Regions from separate parts of the Gossypium hirsutum genome. Here region 1 is linked to region 2. Evidence: chromatin contacts called from public Hi-C data. All regions are on one chromosome and are shown on one strand. Each heading gives the region's core, a stretch centred on a gene start, on an enhancer-like site or on the middle of the called end of the contact. The rest is flanking DNA. Distances are from core to core; before and after follow the strand shown.

Evidence for each region. Hi-C and Micro-C count contacts between places; a contact is called where the count stands out from the background.
Region 1: a Hi-C map of leaf shows a contact between it and region 2, with 2.8 times the contacts expected there. The contact joins the enhancer-like site here to the promoter of LOC107927072 in region 2. A contact is called at or near these places in 10 of 34 Hi-C or Micro-C datasets (callus, leaf and an unstated tissue).

The regions. Positions count from the first base shown.
Region 1 is chrD03:50,148,867-50,151,940 of Gossypium_hirsutum_v2.1, reverse strand. No RefSeq gene overlaps it. Among protein-coding and RNA genes, the nearest start is that of LOC107927044, 9.8 kb to the left of the region's middle. Within about 2 kb of position 1,335, at least 2 of the 9 cell types and tissues checked have an H3K27ac peak or open chromatin away from gene starts, as enhancers often do. A contact at or near this core is called in leaf, where this site is marked.
Region 2 is chrD03:50,115,536-50,118,606 of Gossypium_hirsutum_v2.1, reverse strand. LOC107927072 (zinc transporter 6, chloroplastic) reads left to right here and starts at 1,486. Exons shown (of 2, transcript XM_041090412.1): 1 at 1,486-2,236. The coding sequence starts at 1,532.

The DNA.
Region 1 (3,074 bases), core at 86-2,585, 33 kb before region 2:
ATTGGGATGAAACCGAACACGATGAAATACTACAAAAACACAATCGTTATTCTTTCGCTCTCAAAAAATCAATTCCGTAATTATGGCAAACTCAATAACACAATATTTCAACAATCAATTCCAATAAACAACATTATTGCAAGCAAAAATAATAATTCAAGACATGTAATTTTTATATAGAAAACCCCTTTAAAGCAAAGGGTAAAAACCACAACACTTTGAAAGTTCATCAAAGTTTCCACTATAATCAAAGTCTTGCTACAAAATCAAAACTAAGCCACAATCAATAATATACAATTCAAACAAGGCTATCAACAAATAATCTCAAGCAAACTTTAAGAGAAAAATTGAGAATATCGCCAAAAATAGGTTGACTTTGAAAGTCAAGAACCTAGAGCTATAGTACACGAAACGAAAATCGAAATGTACACTTTAAAAAATTTCGAGTCTACTAACTACCATAAAAAAATAAGCTCCATTAGACACTGAATGGACTTCCGCTCAAAAAAAATATGAAAGTCGATTTATGTAAAAATAATTATTTTGCTCTCGCACTTTTCTCTCTTTTTCTTTGACTCTATGCACACACTTTTCACCATAAAGAAAGTTGTTGCCCCCATATTTGTGTATATATATGTATGGCACACAGACAAATGGGCTCCCACATAGTGGGACCTTTGGGTCTACACCCAACATATTTGAAAGGTTTAAGGTTTGAATTGCCAATGAAATCTTAGGTCAATGATTAAGGTTGAGATATTCGAAATTTTGATATCTTAGGTTTGAACTTAATTTCCATACAATCTTATTTATTCTCACACAATAGGAAATCAACATTCCATACAAATTTGATTGCACTAATACCCTGCATGATTCATCAAGGTAAAGCCTTCTGAATAGTGAAATGTGAGAGATTAGGCAATTTTTTTTTATTCTCTTCTATTTGCCGATGATTCGTCAATTTGCCTCATCATTTGGTTCAACAAATCAAGTTGTACATGAAGATTCCTCCCTGCTTTTTAAAGTAAGAGTTGTAAATTTAATTGAGTACTTGCTCAATTGACATCAAGATTGACTACAAATATGGAAGTTATGAGTTGAAGCGAACTTAGATATATGGAATGTCCTTTCTATTATTAAGATTAAGGGTAGATCAAAAAATGTATTACTGATTTTGTTGGATATCCTAGGTTTGAAATTCAATGATAGATGTTGATGAAGGGCCTATACTTATTCTAACTTGTATTAAGTTTTTATTTTGGACTAACCTTGGGCTTTTCCAGTTGAGACAATCCACTATCGCGGGGTAACTCAGTGGCCCAGGCCTTCATTTTGTATGAAGTTGTGAAGACGGTTTTGACCTTCGAAACAGACCATACTTTACTGCGGGTATATTATATACAAGCACCAAAACCTAACCAATTCATGTATCTCATTGTTGAATAATTTGATGCTATAATTCATGTAAGACCAAGATTGTCACGAGTGATGAGGATGAATTAAATTGAAAAAACAAGTTTCTATTTGATTTTTTTTAATTTACTTTTTGAATTTTTTGTCAAATTTAGTCTCATAGTTTGGTAAAATTTTTCGTTTTGGTTCCTGAACTTGAATTCTGTTAAGGTGACGATGAGTCACTTTAAAGTTATGCCACATTATCACTTAAAAATTTTAAAATATATAATATATAAAATTACAAAAAAATGTATTTGAAAAAAGTATACAAATTAATTTTAAAAAATTAAAAAAATAAAATTATAAAGTGACACGGTTTCAGAATATCACATTTTCATGCTTTAATGGAATCTAAGTTTAGCGTTTCATGTGAAAACGGAATGAGAAATTTATTAAACAATAAATAAACTATATTAATTTTTTAAGTTAGTATTTTATTTTAATTTATTCCTTAAGTTTAGTTAAAAAATTATAAAATAGTATTAGAAACTCTATTATATGCGTATACATGTGGAAATCACATATTTAGAACACATATGTAATTTTAAAGTATCATTAAATAAAACAACTTGTTTTAAATACAGGTCATTTTTTGTAATTTCTCAACCGAGTTGGCACCTAGTTGACTCGTGACATCAACTCAAACAAGAAATTTTATTAATAACATAGATATACAATTGATGGAGATAATAAAGTGCGCATAATAAAATTAAAATGTATAAGTAAATTAAAATAAAATTTTGGTTGAATAATAAATTTAAAAATCTTTGCAACGTAATTGGGTTGGGTTCAAATCTCACAATATAAGTATTTTTGTTTTTCAATTAAAAAATAAAATAATCTCATAAATTTTAGTATTATCTCATAATATTCTCATAATTTTTAGTATTACTTCATAATTATTGGTATGCTTTCAAATTTAACTTTTAGCATTAGTAATATATTTTTTAAACATAAAAAATATTATTCGATGATATTGAGAAGAGATAAAGTTTTCAGGATAGAAGGGAGGTCTATGCTTGAAGGGTTATGTCTGACTTGGGAAAAGGGATACTGACAGGTTGAACTTGAATCTGATAATGCTCTTTTGGTGGAATTAATTTTGTCTGGCAAAATTATTGTAGCCCTCTTATAGAAATACGGGCATCCATTCACTGTTACAAAGGAATTGGAAAATTCGTATCCATCATATTCTTATAGATCATAATGCAGTTGCAGATTTCATGGCTAAGTAAGCTAGTATACATTTTACTAGTCTATAGGTATATTTTTTGAACCTCCTCAAGCTGTGCGAGAGTTAATCCAAAAGAGTTTTAATTTTCTGCTTATTTTTGTAATCGCTTAATGTTGTTTCTATTTACAAAAAATAACAATAATGAGATTTTGTTAAGGGTAAATTATTTGTAATTATTAAATTATTAAGTTTGCATATTATATTCGGTTAAAAAATTATATATAAGAAATTAAAAATAGTCAAAAATTAAATAAATAAAACAAATTTTATAAGATGAGCCAATATTCGATAATCTCTCATAATTTTTAATACTTCCTCATATTTTTAGGTAATTCATCATACTTTTTGGTACTTATTCAAGTTTTTTGGTATTTCCTTAATTTTT
Region 2 (3,071 bases), core at 237-2,736:
GCTGCTTTTTTCTTTTTCTTTTCTGAACATGGGTTAGGGTAGTTGGGTGTATTGGGTTTAGGCTTTTAGATTTTGGGTTTGGGGTTAATTAGGTTTGGTTGTAATTTGGGCTCTGCTGGTTGTGGGTTAGTGTTTAGGTGGGTTGGTTTGTAATGGTTTTTATTTGGACCATATTGGGCCCCGGGTAAATTTGGGCTTGTACAACTTTCATTTCCTTATTTTATTTTAGTGAGAAATCAATTGTACTCAATCTCGATCTATTATTGCTTTTAAAGTATAACAATTTTAAGGGTGTTAAACCACATTTCTTGTATATACACACAACTAGTTTGGGTTAGTAAAGTGCTAATAGAGCACTTTGTTTGTTCAAATAGGAAATGTTATTTTGAATGCAATTTTGTAAGTAAACTAAAGTGAGTTACTTAGTTTACATCTAAGCTTGTAAGGGGAAAGACTTAGAGGGGGAGTGATCCTTTTAGACTATAGAGTAATATTGTTATTTGGTGAGTGAGTAGGACTTAAATAGTAGCTTGTACTTGTTGATGCATAGTGGAATATCTCTTTGGGTAAGGTCTTGGAAACATAAGAAATTTATGAATTGTGTGTAGGGGTAGAGCTAAAGGGGGTAGATAGTGGCCCTAGCCCCCTTCAAAGGAAAAATTAACCCTTTAGTCTCTTTAGAAATTGCAAGTTTTAAGTTAATTTAATGGTAAAAATTATAATTTAGCCCCTTTTAAAAATTTAAAGTTCAACTATAGCCTCTCCAAAATGAAATGTTTATAGTTTAATCCTAGGAAAAATTGTAAAATTTTATGTTAATACAATGATGAAATAACATTTTTAGCTCTCTCAAAAAATTATAATTCAAATTTGACCATTCCAACAAAAATTTCTAACTTAACCCCTAACTATGTGAACAATGTTCTAATGTCCATCTTTATTTTTCTACATTAGTCGCTTAATCTAGTTGCAACTTACTTTATATATGAACTTATATCTGCCAAGTAAAAATCAACTAACTTTCAAAAATCCCTTTGCTAGCATAGCGATACTATGTGGCATAAGGTAGATTCATCTTCCCTTCCCTATCGAAAATGAATTGATAATGATCTTAAAACAAATACAACACACCACTCAATAAGCTATTCATTGATAATATGTTAAATCTCAATAATAAAAGGGTAACCCAATAATTAGCTATAAACACCAAAATCTCAACTCCATTTTAGATAGGACCTTTAACACTTCTTATTTTTATTTTTAACCTTACACTGTCTTTGTTGAATTCTTGAATTAAATATCGAATAATGTTTTGAAGCACAAACTTTGATATATTTTGATTCTTTTTTAATTGCAATGAAAATTCATATCAAGTAACATTTTCTTCATTAATTTTCTACACTAAAAACAAAGAGGAAAAAGGAAAAATGGAGGAAAATTTTGTCCCTAATTAATACCACACTAACATTTTCTTCAAATTGGGCCCCATCAACCCCCATCCCTAATTAAATCATCAATTTTCGTCCTCTTGATGCATGCTCCCACTTCCATTTCTCTTACAGTAGTAGCCATTAAAGCCATGTCTCCGTGCGTGACTGACGCCGCTCGAACCCTCGGCTGCCGTGACAGCGCTGCCGCGTCACACCTAAAGCTCATCTCTCTTGTAGTAATCTTCATCTCCAGCATCGTCGGCATATCTTCCCCTATCTTCCTAGCTCGTTACTTCCAAGGCAAACCCGTTTACGACAAGGCGATTTTGGTAATCAAGTGCTTCGCCGCCGGCGTCATCCTCTCGACCTCCTTAGTTCACGTCCTCCCCGAAGCCTTCGCTGCTCTCTCCGATTGCCACGTCGCTTCCCGTCATCCGTGGAAGGATTTCCCTTTCGCTGGGCTGGTCACGTTACTCGGAGCCCTCCTGGCTCTTTTCGTCGACTTGACGGCGAGCTCTCACGTGGAGCACGGTCAGAGTAAGCCAACCGGAGAGTATTTGCCGGTGGTAACACAGGAGGGGACGACCGGAAAGAAAGTGGAGAAGGATTTGCCGAACGAGGAATTGGTGAAGCTTAAGCAGAAGCTGGTGTCGCAGGTATTGGAGATTGGGATAATTTTTCATTCAGTGGTCATCGGAGCGACGATGGGGATGTCGCAAAATCAGTGTACGATTAGACCGCTGGTTGCAGCACTGGCTTTTCACCAAGTCTTTGAAGGCATGGGTCTTGGTGGCTGTATTGCTCAGGTAACCAAAAAAGAGGGAAAAAATCCCTTTTTATTTTTACTTTTTATTACAAATGGTTAAATTACAGCTTTCCGTCATTGCATTATATTAATTTTGGAATTTTATTTTTATATTTATTTTGGATTTTTTTTATTCTTATGGTGTTGGAATTTTCTAATTACATGTTTGTATTTTTGTGCGATATATATATTAAATTTTTAATTTTTTTATAATATTAATTTTTGTTTAAATTTTTTTAATGAATTTCTTTAAAAAATAATTAATTAATTAACATTTAATGTAATTATAAAATATTTTTAAAAATATTTAACTAATTTACATTTAGTTATATTAATTTTTTAATTTTAAAAACATATAATATTAAAATAATACAAAAATTCATCATGATTTGAATATTAATATTAATATTTTATAATTTAAATAATATTGTTAATAATTTCTTACAAGTTATTTAATTTATATATATTGTTAATTTGTTTTAATGTTAAAATTGTTAAAATTTGATTTTTTGTAATTTTATATTTATCTTTGTTTTACTTTTAACCAAGGAATGAAATTAATTATTATTATATTTGAAAAATATAAATTTTATTTGATAAATATTATTAATATGTATTATTTTTAAAAAAATTATATTTTAAACTTAACAATTAAAAATTTATTAATTTTAGTATTATAATATTAAAAATTATTTCAATTAAGTAAAATCTTAAAATAAACAACAATTTACTTAAAATCAAATATTTAACGTATAAAAAAATATAAAAAATTAAAACAAAAGACATGGAGTAACTTAAAAAATTATAAGAAAAGGAGTAAAAGCTTTAAATAGAGA